Linked DNA regions of Oryctolagus cuniculus: region 1 is linked to region 2. Evidence: chromatin contacts called from public Micro-C data. All regions are on one chromosome and are shown on one strand. The core of a region is the stretch at or near the end of the contact, and the rest is flanking DNA. Distances in the headings are between cores, read along the strand shown.

What was found. A called contact is a pair of places that touch in the nucleus more often than the background predicts.
Region 1: a contact with region 2 is called in a Micro-C map of ear pinna, with 16 times the contacts expected there. The contact joins the promoter of STAG1 here to the enhancer-like site in region 2. A contact is called at or near these places in 3 of 6 Hi-C or Micro-C datasets (ear pinna, psoas muscle and an unstated tissue).

What each region holds. Positions count from the first base shown.
Region 1 is chr4:144,871,579-144,875,299 of mOryCun1.1, reverse strand. STAG1 (STAG1 cohesin complex component) reads right to left here and starts at 1,321. Exons shown (of 35, transcript XM_070072781.1): 1 at 922-1,321.
Region 2 is chr4:144,624,505-144,627,944 of mOryCun1.1, reverse strand. The region is part of intron 7 of IL20RB (interleukin 20 receptor subunit beta); the gene reads left to right. Among named protein-coding and RNA genes, the nearest start is that of IL20RB, 35 kb to the left of the region's middle. Within about 2 kb of position 1,669, at least 1 of the 8 cell types and tissues checked has an H3K27ac peak or open chromatin away from gene starts, as enhancers often do. A contact at or near this core is called in ear pinna, where this site is marked.

The sequences.
Region 1 (3,721 bases), core at 72-2,571, 250 kb before region 2:
CCAATTGTGGATAGATGGGGTGAGACGATAATCCTAAAATCCGAGAATTTCTTAGTCCAATAGAGCACACAAGAAACACCCAACGAAGGCCTTCCGAACGAGGCTCGGGTCCAACTCCAGGCACTCCAGTTTCCCCGCTCTTCACCCCGCCCCCACCCCGAGTAAAGGAGGGAAAACAACTTTTATTGGCCTCGTCTCCCCGGGGACTGGCAAACTAGCGGGGCAGAGCTCGGGCCTGGACACGTTTCTCCGGGAGGCCCCCGTCGGGGGCGGGGAAGGCAGATAGCGGGAAAGCCCGGCTCCGACGCCCGTCTGCTCCGGCCGGTGGCCCCCCTGCCCCACCCCACCACCAAGAGGCCCGGGCCAGCCACCAACACCGAGCGACCCCCCAGGCCCCTCCGCGGAGGCTCGCTCGCTGTCATGTGACGCCGCCGCCGCTACAACACCGCAGAAACGCAGGGCGCCGGGCGGCGGAAGGCGTTCGTGCCAGCCCGCCTCGGCCCGGCCCCGCCGGGCGCGGGCGAGTCCCGAGAGCCCGGGCGGGGGGGAGCGGAGGGCGGGCTTGGCGGCGGGCCCGAGCGCGCCACAAAGGCTTCCGCGCCTGTCGCCGTAGTGCCCCGGCGGGCGGGGGCACGGTTTTCGGGGCCCGCGGGAGGGGTGGGGAGCGGACCGGGGTGCCCGCCGCACCCACGGCCGCCTCCCCGCGTTCTCGGACGGCCCGCGGCCGCCGGGCCCCGCAACAGGCCCCGCGCGGCCTCCCTCCCCCGCGCGGGGCCCGCGCCCGGCCCGCCCGCGCCCCGCTCGCGCTCTCTGGCTCTCGCCGGCCTCCATCTTGGATCGGCGCTTCCAGCCCCCGCGCCGCTGCCGCCGCATTCCCCCTCTTTCCCGCCCCCCGCCGCCGTCGCCGCCGCCCGCACTCACCTCAGCTGCCCATCCGGGCGCCGCCGGCCGTCGACCTAGTTTCCCCCCAAAAGTCTCCGGTGTGTTATTCCCGATGTGGGGGGGTTGTTACGGGGTGGTCGCCGGGGGTTCGGGAGCGGGGGCCGCGCCTTCAACGGAGCTGCAATCCTAACCCGCCATCTGGTGGCATTTTCCACACGCCAATGGCGCCGCTGCAGACTTGGGTCCGGACCGCCCTCTGCTGGCCGCGGTGCTCACTGCCTCGCTGACGGGACGGGCCTGCCCGGAAAAGGGAGGGAGCTGAGGCGCGAGCTGGGGGCCGCGGCGGGGGCGCGCTCGAACGCTTTCCTGTGGGGATTGCGCGCACGCGCGCCAGCGGGGCGGGAAACGTGGCCGCTGCGTGGCGGCTCCGCCCCCGCACGGAGCGCTCGCCTGGCTCAGCCAATGGCGAGCAGCGGATGCCCCTGGATGAGGGCGCTGTGGTCGATTCGAGGGCTGCCCAAGGCGGGCGGAAGGACGGCCACGGCGCGCCTGCGCGTTAGCGGCTCCGAGCGGTCGCCCGCCATTTTTGGAGCCTGTCGGACACCTGGGAAAGAGCCCGCCCCCTGATGCCTTCACCAAGCAACACCCCCATCCGTCGCCGGCCCCCGCCCCAGGTCGCGCCGCGGACGCTGTCCTCCGGCCCCGCCCTGCTGCTGCCCCCGCCCCCCGCCCACGAGGCGAGCTGCGAAGCGGGCGGGAGTGTCTCCCGCGTTTAACTAGGGCCTCGGCGGCTGGCATTGTACGGGCAGTTTCTTGTTGACGAGGTGCTTTTCCCGCGCTAGAGTGGAAAGGTCTCGGGAGCCGCTGGGGACTTCCCTCGTCGCGGATCGAGACTGAGCACTGCCTGCTGCAGGCCGATTGGCGTCGTGCTGCCACTGTAAAGCAGCTCGGCTCCGTGGTGGCGGCTTTGCATAAGGCGGCAGCATTGGCTAGTTAGTGAGAAGGGAAAATACAGACTCAGCTTGGAATTTGGCTTCTCCTCCCACAGCCTTTGGACAACGCTCAGTGGCTCCGAAAGGGAAATAATTACTAACATGACCAAACTGTTCTGTAGAATCTCACCTCTTCCCCACTCTTCTTCCTCTTGAGACAGGGACCCCTGCCATACACCTGCTCCTAACTCTTTCCTGCAAAAGTGAATCCTTACTTTCCTGGGTTGTCAGTCCCATGTGTAACTCTATTGCCATGACCACCTTTATGTCAGTATTACCTGAACAGGTTACCCCTGAGGGTATTTCTTGTTTCTCTCCCAGGGGTCGCAAGTTGTTTGGCTTTTCACTGGAGGTAGTCACAATCAACCAGACTGGGTCAGAATTGAGGGCTAGATGGATGTATAGATATTTTCAAACTGTGATGGACTTCCTAATATATATATATATTTTTTTTTTTTTTTGACAGGCAGAGTGGACAGAGAGACAGAGAGAAAGGTCTTCCTTTGCCGTTGGTTCACCCTCCAATGGCCGCCGTGGCCGGCGCGCTGCGGCCGGCGCACCATGCTGATCCGAAGCCAGGAGCCAGGTACTTATCCTGGTCTCCCATGGGGTGCAGGGCCCAAGCACTTGGGCCATCCTCCACTGCACTCCCGGGCCACAGCAGAGAGCTGGCCTGGAAGAGGGGCAACCGGGACAGAATCCGGTGCCCCAACCGGGACTAGAACCCGGTGTGCCGGCGCCGCAAGACGGAGGATTATCCTACTGAGCCACAGCGCCGGCCCTAATATATTTTCCACATAGACTGTTTCTAGTTTTCTTCATTATTAAACGTACCAGTCCCAATCCATACTAATCAATGACTTCATCTAGGTTCCTGGACTCAACGCTGTGAGACTCCAATTGTGGTTTTACATTCTCTCCATATTACACTATGAACATGATCTCAAAAGTTATCACCAAATGAGCCCATCCCCCTTCCCTCTTCTCCCAAGCAAACCGCTCCTGGACTGCATCCCACCACTACTTTCCTATCCCGTCCACTGGCTTCTTCCTATTTTCAGTTTATTTTCTTAAAAAAAAAAAAAAAAAAAAAAAGGCACTCTGTTATCAGTCCCTCCAGCTGCTATACTGTCACCCTTCCCGTCACTGTCACGTTTCTCAAGAGAAGTAATCACGGCCTCCACCAATCTCCACCCCTGCCTTGAAGCCTGGAAATTTTTCCCTTTGAGAAAATGTTTCTCTTGAGACAGTTACCTGAATCTATAGCTACTGGGTCCATTGGTCTGATTCCTTTGCTAGCTTCTCTTCCTTCCATTCCATAGTTCAACCCCTGGCTCTCTGGTCTTCTCGGCTACATTTCTTTCTCTTACAAAGTCTCCCAAAATTGCTGTCGCAGATACCTTCCATAACTAAGGTTCCTCATGTTCAGCTTCTTCCACAAACCTCCAGCTTAAACTCAGTATTTAAAATAATTCAGGGGTGGGCATCTGACACAGTGGTTAAAATGCCACTTAGAACAGCTGAATGCTGTATCAGATACCCTGTGCTCAAGTCTTTGTTGCTGCTCCAGCTTCCTGCTAATGTGGGTTCCTGCCACCCACATGGGAGACAGACTTTGAGTTCTTGGCTCCTGGCTTGGGCCTGGCCCAGACCCAGCTCAGACCCAGCTGTTGCAGACATTTGGGGAGTGAACCAGCAAACAGAAGTGTGGGGAGCAACTGGGAGCAACTCGGACTAGACTAAGTTACTGGAATTAAGACTTATTCTATGCATCTGCTTTCCCACAATATGGCGCTGAGAAGGGAAACAGCTTCTACACAGCTGCCTCCAGTTCAAACAATAAACTG
Region 2 (3,440 bases), core at 420-2,919:
AAAAAAAAAAAAAAGCCTACCAGAAGGCACTTTTTCCTGCCAACTCGGCCCAAGCCACCACTGCCTCCCACCTGAACGCCTGTAACACCCGCCCCCCACCCCCCCCACTTCCCCCTGGGCACCTGCTTGGCGCCTGTCTGCCAGGGGATTCTGTGGCCCAGTTCTTTCAAGTTCCTCCTACACACGGATTGCAGACTCTCTTAAAAAAAAAAAAAGATGTTTTCTCTTATTTTTTGTGTGCCCTATTTTATTCTTGGGCTACAGTAACTCAACTCCTGTGGGTTCAGATCTCAGTTTGCGTTCGCTCTGTCCTGACCAGATCCCTTCCGGGAGCCCACCTGGAAGGAAGGACCTCATTATGTCCACGGGTGTCTGGCGCCACCTTGTGTTGAGTTTGGGAATATTTCTTTTGTTGTCACTTCGCGCTTCCTGGACTTGCTGGGTGGAGGAAGGAAAGCTAAAATTCTCAAGGGCTTGGACCCTAACAGACCTCCATAATCACTAGTGGAGTGGGCCCTTTTGGGCCACCATCTCTTTGCCCCGTGCCTGTATCTCTCTCTCTCTCTCTGTATTGTTCCCAGCATGTCCTAGGGGGCTGCCCTGTGCCCCAGGCTCTCCCTTCCAACCCCTTGGCTTCTGCCTCCCTCCCTCCCTCCCTCACTCACTTTGTTGGTCTTTCCTCTGTGCTGCCATTCCCTACTTCTGGGGAAAAAAAAAGAGACTGATTTGGGACATCTGCTGTCCTATTTCCAGCCCACTCCTGGGCTAGGCTGGCTCTTTTACTCCTTGAGCTGTGAGTTTATAGAAGGGAATTTGTCTTTGTAAATTCTGACTTTCAAATAAATAAATAAATCTTAAAAAATAAAACCAACCTGGCTGTTGGCATACTGAGTGCCTGCACAAGCCTCAGTAACTCCTGCATTTTGCATCTGTACTGAAAACCTCTCATCTGCGGTGGGCCTTTGGACCAGCAGTTAGGCCTGCTTCTCCCATCAGAGTGTCTGGATTGAGTCCGGGTGCTGGCACCAGCTCCTGAGCCAGCTTTCTGCGAAGGTGCACCCTGGGAAGGCAGCAGATGATGGCTCAGGTGGTCAGGCTCCTGTCACCCACCTGGGAGACCCACCTTGAGTACCTGACTCCTGGCTTTGGCAGCAGTGGACTGTGGGCATTTGGGGAGTGAACTAGTGGATGGGAGCTGTCTGTCTGTCTCTCAAAAAAGACAAAAGCAAACAAAAATAGTCATCTGGGAAGCAGCCACACCCATCCAGAGTTCCTGGACTTGCATGCAAATCTTTTACTAAATTGCGTCACTGTACGGCTACGCCCATGGAAAAACACTGACTTGGCAGGAGCCCGTTGCGATCTCACACCTCCACTGTTGCCCCACCATCCTGACTTGAGTTTTGCATCTTGCAGTTGGAAATAGAACCGAATAGGACATCCCCAGCCCTCAGATTCAGCCTCAATTAAGGAGGCCAACGAGGTGGACGACCGAATTCTGGCTGCACGCACAGAATTTAATTTAGCAGATGGCAGCAACTAGATGGCGACCTTGAATTAGGAGCAACTTCGAACAGCCCGATTGTAATTTATGAGATAATCTCTTTTTAACACAAAAGGATTTGTCCACTTACAAACATTTTGGAAAGCTCTAAACATTCATCGCAGTAGAAGTGGCATCTCGAGACTTCTGAGTACCGTCTGCTTGGAAATATGCCCTCCAAACAGGAGGCGCCTGGCGGCTGAGAGTCTGAAATGGGTTGGGTTGGCTTTGTAAGGGTGTTGGGAATACAGTTTGTGGACTTTTAGCCGTGCAGACTGGTGACGCTGGATGCCTGTTTGTGGAATTAGAAAGCGTATGAATTGCAGTGTTTTTAAAACCAGCAGGTCACTGCCTGTCCTGCATTCCCACTGCCTTTCTCACCTTCCCTTCTGCCCTAAATTCCTTCTTCCTTTATTTAAATTTTATTTCTAAAAAGATTTTTATGTATTTATTTGAAAGGAAGAGTCAGGGGAGAGAAAGAGAGAGAGAGGGAGGGAGGGAAGGAAAGGGAGAGAAAGAGGATGAGAAACTTCTGTCCATTGGTTCATGCATGCCATCCAGGTCTCCCACAGGAGTGGCAGGGACTCAAGCACTTGGGCCTTCATCTGCTGCCTTCCCAGGTGCATCAGCGGGGAGCTGCACTGGCAGTCGTGTGGCTGGGTTTCCAACCGGCGCTCTGATGGGAGGCACGGGAGGTGCTGCAGCAGTGCCTTCATCTGTCACACCACAATGCCGGCCCTTCTTCCTTTATTTTACTAACAGGTTTTAAACTTAGAACGAGCCGGCGCCGCAGCTCACTAGGCTAATCCTAGTTCAGTCCCGGTCGGGGCGCCGGATTCTGTCCCGGTTGCCCCTCTTCCAGGCCAGTTCTCTGCTGTGGCCAGGGAGTGCAGTGGAGGATGGCCCAAGTGCTTGGGCCCTGCACCCCATGGGAGACCAGGAGAAGCACCTGGCTCCTGCCATCGGATCAGCGTGGTGCGCCGGCCGCGGCGGCCATTGGAGGGTGAACCAACGGCAAAGGAAGACCTTTCTCTCTGTCTCTCTCTCACTGTCCACTCTGCCTGTCAAAAAATAAAAAAAAAAAAAATAAAAAAGAAAAAGAAAAAAACTTTGAATGATAAATTTATTTTTTAAAAAATATTTTATGTGAAAGTCAGAGTTACACATACACAGAGAGAAGGAGAGGCAGAGAGGTCTTCCATCCACTGGTTTGCTCCTCAATTGGCCGCAATGGCCGGAGCTGTGCCAATCCGAAGCCAGGAGCCAGGAGCTTCTTCCGGGTCTGCACGTGGGTGCAGGGGCCCAAGGACTTGGGCCATCCTCCTCTGCTTTCCCAGGCCTTAGCAGAGAGCTGGTTAGGAAGTGGAGCAGCCGGTCTTGAACCAGCGGCCATACGGTTAGCCGGCACTGCAGGCAGCAGCTTTACCTGCTACACCACAGCACCGGCCCCCTGAATGATAAATTTAATTTTTGGTTGTCAAAAGCCAGCTTCAAGTTGAAGGACTGATTAAAACAAAACAAAACAAAACAAAACAAAACAAAACAAAACAAAAAACAACTTGGGCCCAGGGTATGGTTCTAAACAGACTGCAAAATACCCATTTCCAGAGCTGGGTGTGGTGGTGTGGGGTGGATGCCGGGAATTGGGCCTTTTTTTTCCTTTGGCAACAAGACTTTTTAAGATTTATTTATTTGAAAGGCAGAGAGAGAGAGAGAGAGAGACAAAGAAAGAGAACGAGATCTTCCATCCACTGGTTCATACCACAAATGGTCTGATCCAAAGCCAGGAGCCAGGAGCTTTTCCCAGGTCTCACATTTGGGTATAGGGGCCCAAGTACTTGGGCCATCTTCCGTTGCTTTCCCAGGCTCATTAGCAGGGAGCTGGATCAGAAGTAGA